3 separate regions of the Mus musculus genome follow, and all the other regions are linked to region 3. The links are chromatin contacts, called in public HiChIP or PLAC-seq maps. All regions are on one chromosome and are shown on one strand. The core of a region is the stretch at or near the end of the contact, and the rest is flanking DNA. Distances in the headings are between cores, read along the strand shown. Region 1 has its middle 21 kb from the start of Gm40665. Region 2 overlaps Zmynd11 (zinc finger, MYND domain containing 11). Region 3 holds the start of Zmynd11 (zinc finger, MYND domain containing 11).

Evidence for each region. HiChIP or PLAC-seq counts read pairs in DNA pulled down with a chosen protein or histone mark.
Region 1: a contact with region 3 is called in an H3K27ac HiChIP or PLAC-seq map of embryonic stem cells, with 7 read pairs. The contact joins the enhancer-like site here to the promoter of Zmynd11 in region 3. A contact is called at or near these places in 1 of 15 datasets of contacts at CTCF or cohesin (pro-B cells), 2 of 484 Hi-C or Micro-C datasets (brain and cortical neurons), 3 of 115 datasets of contacts at active chromatin or transcription factors (CD8 T cells and embryonic stem cells) and 2 of 9 other capture datasets (adipose tissue and pancreatic islet).
Region 2: a BATF HiChIP or PLAC-seq map of CD8 T cells shows a contact between it and region 3, with 8 read pairs. The contact joins the enhancer-like site here to the promoter of Zmynd11 in region 3. A contact is called at or near these places in 1 of 39 promoter capture datasets (macrophages), 3 of 484 Hi-C or Micro-C datasets (the G1E-ER4 cell line and cortical neurons), 6 of 115 datasets of contacts at active chromatin or transcription factors (CD8 T cells, the SCID.adh cell line, double positive thymocytes and 2 more) and 4 of 9 other capture datasets (adipose tissue, liver, macrophages and 1 more).

What each region holds. Positions count from the first base shown.
Region 1 is chr13:9,816,222-9,818,921 of GRCm38.p6, reverse strand. No RefSeq gene overlaps it. Among named protein-coding and RNA genes, the nearest start is that of Gm40665, 21 kb to the right of the region's middle. Within about 2 kb of position 1,336, at least 1 of the 459 cell types and tissues checked has an H3K27ac peak or open chromatin away from gene starts, as enhancers often do. A contact at or near this core is called in embryonic stem cells, where this site is marked.
Region 2 is chr13:9,725,166-9,727,865 of GRCm38.p6, reverse strand. All of the region lies in intron 2 of Zmynd11 (zinc finger, MYND domain containing 11), which reads left to right. Among named protein-coding and RNA genes, the nearest start is that of Zmynd11, 39 kb to the left of the region's middle. Within about 2 kb of position 1,440, at least 1 of the 459 cell types and tissues checked has an H3K27ac peak or open chromatin away from gene starts, as enhancers often do. A contact at or near this core is called in CD8 T cells, where this site is marked.
Region 3 is chr13:9,763,937-9,766,636 of GRCm38.p6, reverse strand. Zmynd11 (zinc finger, MYND domain containing 11) reads left to right here and starts at 1,316. Exons shown (of 15, transcript NM_001199141.2): 1 at 1,316-1,582.

The DNA.
Region 1 (2,700 bases), core at 87-2,586, 52 kb before region 3:
TCCCAATGGACATTGGATGAACCTGCAAGCTTTCTAAGGGTCTTTACCAAAAGGACTTCCCCGTTGAACCCTGCAGAAGCATTTTCTGCCCAACAACTGCTCCCTGCATGGTGAGATATCTAACTTTATAGTATTAGAAGGGATGTTTGTGTGCAGATAGACTTGAGTATATATTCAGAAGACAATTCTTGCGAGGGTGTTCTAATGGCTGAGCACCTTGCAGTCCCACGGGCCATGTTCTCCTCAGATACACAATTGGACGACATTGGCTCTTCTGACTCATGAGCACACACCATTTTCCCATTTAATTGTGTCTCATTTAATACCTTTCATTAGAGTCTTACAATTTTCAATGCGTGGATCTTTGGCTCCTTCACTAAACTGACTCCTAGTTATTGTATTTTAAGTAGAAGCTACCGTGAATTAATCGTTTTCTCGATTTTTTTTTCAGTTAGGCCATGATTTGTGTATACAATGCAGTTGGCTTCACATAATGATTTTTGTATCCTGCGGCTTCTTTTCAGACTGTAGGCAGCAGTCTCCTCAGGGCCTTGCTTTGGTGCCTATGCTGGTTTTAAACTCATGGCATTAGAGGACTGTCAGGCCGGCACTATAGTTTCCCAGTAATTTTATATAATTCCAGAAATAAAATTGCCATAGTCCTAAAATAGCTGATTTAGTACCAGTTAAAATCAAGCCTGAAAGATACTAAAATTCCCCCTGCTTGGGAAATCTAAGTCATAGCATCAGGATAAAGTTCCAGGCCACTGTGGAAACAGCTAAATGCTACAGGTAGCCTGAGGGAAAGTTTGGATGATAGAAATATATTTTTCCATGGTGGAAAAATGCAATCTTCTATGGTATTGTAAAACTACATGGAGTTAATAGGATTTCCATAATGTCTCTCTTGTGCCTGATCACCTTATGTTAATAGTACATTTATAACATTCTCACTAAAATATAAAATGGCCACTTATTATCCTGCTTTTGAACTCATCCATAGATGGATTTAACAGAAAGGTGGATTTATTTTTTTAAATTTTTTACTTGTTTTATGTGTATGGTTGCTTTATCTTGCACACATGCCTGTGTACCATGTATGTGTGTGTTGTGCCTACAAAGTCAGAAAAGGATGTCAGATCCCCTGGAACTGGAGTTGTAAAACTGCCATGTGGGTGCTGGGTACTGAGCCCAGGCCCTCTATAAGAACAACTAGTGCTCTTAACCACTAAGGCATCTTTCCATCCCCCATTATGGTTTTTAAGACAGAGTTTTAAGTAGCCCAGGTAACTTGAAGCTCATGATGTAGCTGAGGATGACCTTGAACTCTTGACCCTTCTGTCTCTGCCTCTCAAGTGCTGGGATTTGACACCACGCCCCCCATCATCAGTCAGGATGGATTAGTAGCTTTTCAGTTTCCCCCAAGAAACTGGGCAGGAGGAGAGGTTGCCATGCTCTGCCCACCCCCCACCTGTAAACAGCATTCTGCCAACATTGCATCATTAATCCTGTCTGTGCACCCACAGAGAGGGCGCCAAGAGTCTATTATCTGTCTCTGAAAGCCCTTCACTGAATAGAAATCTAAAACAGCGGGAACTCAGGCTGCAGAGCAGATCACTGAGCTCCTAAGAAAGATGAGCAAGACAGGCCTAATGGCACACACCTGAAATCCCAACATGTGGGAGGCAGAGGCAGGTGGAGTCCTCTGATTTTTGAGGCCAGCCTGGTTAACAAAGTGAGTTCCAAGACAACCAGGGCTATGCAGAGGAACCCCGTCTCCTCATTGAATTAAACAAGCCAGGTACTGCACTCCTAACTGTTTATTAAACTACTTATCCTTCATCCAGCTACCATTGCTGTCTGACTCCCTTGCAGACTTTCTCAGTGACCCAATTCCCTCCTACCCTTCCATTGGTCAAATGATAGAATTTTAAACCAATTTTGGAGACTTTTATTACTACTGCTAAATATGATGCTTCCCAAGAGACTGCATGGTTCTTACTTTACTATTTTAAAAATCTATACTTATGATAATCCGAGGACTCTAGCTAATAAAACACATTTTTGTTTTTCTATTGTTTTGTTTTGAGATAGCCTCATTGAGCCGAGGCTGGCCTTGACGTTGCTAAGTAGCCAAGGATGACCTTGATCTTAGATCCTCCTGTGTCAAACTTCTAAATTCTGAGATTTCGGATGTGTATAACTATACCCAATTTATGTAGCACTGGGGATGGAACCAGGGACAGAGACTGGGTCAAAGTGCAGGGAGAATCAGAGCCGATTGATTGTCCTGCCACAAACAGAACCCCCTTATCACTCCCTTCTCCAAGGCTCAGAGGCTGTTAGAGGAAGTGGAAAGTTTGTAGCCACAGGTCAGAGAGGACCCAAGTGAGGCCAGAGTGTGTCCTGGACACAACAGGACCATTCTACAAAATTTACAGCAGCAGTGGTTGTTTGTACGAGACCTACAAATGATCAAGATACTCAGCAATCGAGCACAGAATGGGGCTGCTCAGGAATCCTCACCATAACTGGAGAGCTATTGATAGCTGATGGGCTCTAGGGGAAAGGGTCCCTTTTCTTTAAGGATATGGCCCCTGGTAAGTAAGAGGACCGTGCTCCAGTGGATTACCACACACCTATGAGTATATGAGCAAGACAAAATTGGACTTGCTAGCTTTTGTTGTGGTTGTTTGTTTA
Region 2 (2,700 bases), core at 191-2,690, 39 kb after region 3:
GTGTGTGATGACATCACAGATTCTGTATTTTGTATTTTTCCCCATTCATGATCAAAGTCATCAGATGCATCCTTTTAAAATCCACCACACACAGGCTTCAAGATCCTGGTTTGGGGTTTGCCAACCCTGACCCTTCTCTCTACTTTCATAGTCATGTGCTTATGTTCTTTTTTTATCATTTCTTAAAGTTTTGTAGAAGCTTTTACAAGTATTTGCTGACTATGAATATCTTAAACTAGATTATGTCACGCACACTTACCGACGTCAGTAGGGAGTACAGCAGTTGGGACAGTAGTAATAATGAATATTTGGACTGGGACTGGAGCTCAGTGATCGAGTGGTTGCCTAGAATGAAGAAGCCCTGGGTTCTATCTCCAGCATCGCACGGGCACATGCACATACATGTGCATACACACATGCATGTGCACTCACAGAATACTAACAGCTGTTTAGTTGCATTAACTGAGGAAGTAATTTCCAGGAGGGCTGTTGTAATGGACATCATTTGCTGGAATTTAATTTTCACAACTCTGGGGTTGGTGTCTCTCTCTCTCTCTCTCTCTCTCTCTCACACACACACACACACACACACACACACACACACCATGACTGCTGGTGAATACAGTGAGGCTTAGGATCAAGAAACATTGTGTAACACTGTGCCAGCTGTTAGGCTCAAACCAGAAGTCTGGGTGCTCTCTCCATTGGTGTTGCCAATGTCTCCACTGTGTAGATGGCCTTTTCTAGTTTTTATTTCCTTCTATCATTTGTTCAGCTTTTTCCCCAGATGGCTTCCCACCTACAGAGATTCACACGCTTCTGCCTCCTAAGCTCTAGAACGGAAGATGTGTACAACACAACCAAGCTGCCCCTTGTAGCCTTTATTAGTGTCATTGCATCCAATCTTTTCCTTGATAGTTTATGCTCTTGAAATATTTTAAGAATTTCTTTTATTCACCAAGAATGACAATTCAGCACTATAATGTCAGTATTCGAGAGACGGAGGCAGATGGATTGCCTTGAGTTTGATGTCAGCCTAGGCCAAAGAGTGAGATCCTGTCTCAAACAAACAAACAAACAAATAAGAAATAAATAAATAAGAAAATACTTCCTTTTCCTGTCTTACAAAAGATTTATTTGTAATTATGAGTATATGCATGGGTTTGTTCACAAGTGGAGAAGATGTCTACAGAGGCCAGAGGAGGGCGTCAGATCCCTTGGACCTGGAGTCCAGGCAGTTGGTGTGCACTAGTGTGGGTGCTGGCATTTGAGCTCAGGTCCTCGGAAGAACATTACATGCTTCTAACCATTAAGTCAGCTCTTCTGTTTATAATTTCTTTTTCTCAAGACATCAACAAGAATACTCTCTACAGTTTGCTTTCCTACCACAACAGCTGTATCTCTCACAGTTCAGTCTTTAGTCCATCTGTTCTCTGTGGCTCCTTAGGATCTATCTAGTTTTCTTTTTCTCTGTACTGTTTCCCTTCTTTAGAATCTAGACTCAACTGTAAAAAGCAAACAAAAAAATTAAACAAAACTCTTGTTTAAAAAAAAAAGAAAAAGGAAAAGGAAAGAAAAAAACCAAAACTGTAAAACTGCTAAAGAGGGGAGGAAAGATTGTGGGAGGCAGATGAGTCAAGGATACCACAACAAAACCCACAGAATCAATTAACCTTAGCCCACAGGGGCTCACCAAGACTGAACCAACTGTATGCCTGTGTCTCACCTAGGCCTTCTGTATACACAGTATAGTTACATAGTTTGGAATTTTTGTGAGACTCCTAACAGAGGAGCAGGGTCTATGACTGATGCTTTTGCTTGCTTTTTTAGGCCCTTGTTCTCCTCCTCTGGGTTGCCTTGTCCAGCATTAATATAGGGGAAAGTGCCTAATCTTATTGCAACTTGATATGCTGTATTTGGTGATATCACTGGAGACCTAGCCTTTTCTGAAGGGAACCAGAAGAGGAGAGGATGGGGAGGGAGGGAGTGGGGTGTGAGGAATGGGAGGGAAGGGAAGGAAGGGAGACTGCAGTTAGGATATAATATATTTGAGACCTGTGGCAGCTCATATTATGGGTTGGTTGATGGTTATCAGCAATGCAGCCTTCCTCACTGCTGTGCCATCTCCATGGGTAAGGGACTCTTCTCTTGGCTTGGGTTAATTCCATACCCAGAGCTAATGACCAACATACTCAACAGTAGTCAGTGGCCTTTGCTAAATACTGAGGGTATATAGACACTTTTTACTCATTGATTTATCTTTAGCAACTGAAAACCTGAGATCTTCGATAAACCAGGCAAATTCTCCTACCACCTTTGTTGTTAACTAGTTATCTTTTTTTATTGAGAAAGTCATCACCTTCCTTTAGAAAGCCAACACCCTTTGCACTCAGTATCTCAGTAGAGAATAGGAAGTTTTGTGACTAGGCAACATTCCCTGCCCTCCTTACCACTATAAGGCAGCTGGCACCTTGTTCTCCATGGCTCGTTCTAGGTCAAACATCCTGGAGCATCCCTAGTCTGAAAATGAAAATCAAGATAATCTTTGGTCTCAAGCCTCAAAATGGTACTCAACAGGTTTGCATTTCAGATGTGAAGCATCAGGGATGCTCAGCTGGGAAATGTTATGCAGAGATACCCAGATGGAAAGCACTCAAAGCTACCAGCATTTTTGACAAGGAATGTTTAAATTGTCCTTTT
Region 3 (2,700 bases), core at 67-2,566:
CAACTACATTACTTTGGTCTTCCAAACCTCCGTCCAACCTCCAGCCACTGGCCTTCTGACCCACCCTCATATACTCACCCAGTTGACAGACAAATGCAGTTAATAAAGCTGTTGGGCTGGGAAACTATAGCAAAGAAATAGGAAATCTTATAGATAGGCTATCTAAGAGAGTTATATGTAAAAATAGAAGCTATTTCTATTCTGTATAACTGGGGGGAGTCACTTTGTTTTCCTAAACTGTATTTCTCTCTCCCTCTCTCCCTCCCCCCTTCTCTCTCTCTCTCTCTCTCTCTCTCTGTGAGTGTGTGTGTCCCTCCCTCTTTCCCTCCCCCCCACACAGAAAAATTTTCATACTTGAGTAGCTTCTGCAAACTACATAGAAATATAGAAGTAGGCATTCCTCTACAGCTGAAAGAAGACCTTTTTTTAAAAAAGAGGTGATTCACTTAAAGAAGTGATTTCCAGTCCAGCAGTCCAATCCAATACGGCATGATTTCCCCTGGCATCCTTTAGTCCACCCATCTAGTTTAAGGGCGACTTCTGAAATAAACTGGTTCTTTCATTCCATCACACAGGTGGGTCCTGGGGCTTGAACTCAGACTTTCAGGCTTGGTGGTGAGTGGCTTTATTTGCTGAGCAATCTTGCTGTCCAGCCATGCCATATTTTATTATTTAAATGAATTATAAATACTTCATGATCTTAGAAGTGGGGGCGGGGGGAAGCCAGAAACAAACATCAAAAGAGCAAACACTTCTCTCTGCGATGCTGGTATCAGTGGCAGAACTGTTAACAGTTTGAAAGACCGTTTGACTGGTGTACTTCAAAAAGCCAACTCAATGCTACTCTAAGTAAGTTCTAACTTAGAGATCAGCACTGTAAACAGATGGATAATTTGTATAAGAACCCTAGATTTCTAGGGGCGTCGCCAGTGATTTTTCAGGTACATCTATCCAATGAGAATAGGGACAGGCAATCTTAGCTAATGGGTTTCCCCTTTTAAACTCCTAGCAGGCAAAGGTTGTTAGGACAACGTATGACATCTGTATATGCTTTGACTTTTCCCCCAAGACTTTTAAAGCCATATAGCTTAAGGGCTCTCCTCTGATTAGATCTAGAATTGCTCACTAGAAAAGATAACCTACTCCTCACAGCAATTTGTAATGTTCTAACCAGAGTGATAATGGGTGGTCCATTCTTTCTAAACGTCCCACTTGTGCATATTTGAGACGGGGAACTCGGGTGTCTTTGCAACTTTTTTTTTTTTTTTGAGCACAGGATTGGAAAGCGAGGGATACCGTCTTACCCACTCGGGTCAGTAGTACACGGGCGAGTGCTTGTCCAACACGGAGCCATTAGGAGCCAAGCAAAGTGCCGAGCGGGTCCACACCGCAAGCTGCAACGCAGCCCACCGGGCTTGGCCGGATCCTAACAATGCTACCCTCGTGTCTCGGTGCTCGCCTCCAGCGCGCCTGCACGTACGTAGCTCGCACGTGTGTGTTGACATGGAGTTCGTGTGTGGACCCCCTTAGAATATGCTGAAACCGATTTCTCAGCGAGGCGCCGGAGACAGGTCGAGGGAAGGTAGGAGCGGGTGCGGCGGGCTCCCCCGGCCTCGGGGCGGGGAGACAGCGCGGGCCGCGCAAGTCCCGCGCCGGCCGCTAGAGCCCCCCGTGCGCAGCTCGGCCCAGGCCCCGCGCTCGCCCGGCCCGGCCCCGCGCTCGCCCGGCCCGGCCCCGCGCGGGGAAACACTCAAGCGCACACAATGAACTCCGAGGAGGCCGCGAGCCGGGCCGGCCGCCGCGCCCGCACCGTGTGAACCGCCTCTTGGTTGGGGGATGCCAACTTTGCCCCCCAGGCGTCCTCTGCAGCCCCGCAGGCCCCGCGCCGCCGTCGGGCTGAGGAGACGCGGTGAGTGAGCGAGCGAACGAACGAGCGAGCGAGAGCGCGCGGCGGGCCAGGCCTCCAGCCGGCGCGCGACGCCCCGGCCGCCTCGCCCGGTTTCGCCCCGGCGCGCGCCGAGGCATTTTTTTTTTTTTTTTTCTGTGGTGGAAGCCGCCGCCAACATGGCGCCCCTCGAGCCCCGAGCCCTCCGCGCTGAGCCAGCGGGGGGAGCCGGGGAGGAGGGAGGAGATGGCGGGGAGGAGGAGGCGGCGGCCTGCGTCCCCCCCGCCCCCCGCGCCCGTCGCCGGCTGAGGCCCGAGAGGCGCCGGGCGGCGGGAAGGAGGCGGCTCCGGAGGGAGGGCCGGGCGCGGCGGCGGCAGCGGCGGCGGCGACGGAGCGCAGCATAATGGTGGGGAAAGCTCGGCGGCGGCGGGGCGGCTGGGCGGCGGGGAGGGCGGAGGCATCCGCGGCGGCGGCAGCGCGGCCTGAGCTGTGGTGGCTGCCGGGGCCCCGGGCTCCCGGGCGGGCGGGCGGCGGCTGCCGGTGGCGTCAGGCACGGCCCCAGGCCGGTGAGGCCTGAGGGGTGGGCGCGTTTCCTCTGTCCAGCACCTTGTACCTCCGGCTGACGTGAGGAGCAGGCCCGCGGGAAGGCCGCGGAGAGCCGCGCGCGGCCTGCTGGCTCCGGGAAGCCGCGGAGTCTTGTGAGCTCCTCCCGCCCGGTCCCCGCGCCTCCCGCTTGGCCAGGCCCTGGGGCCTTTGCGCGGAGCGTGTAGCGAGCGGGCGGACGGGGAGCGATGAAAGCGAACGCCCCTGAGACC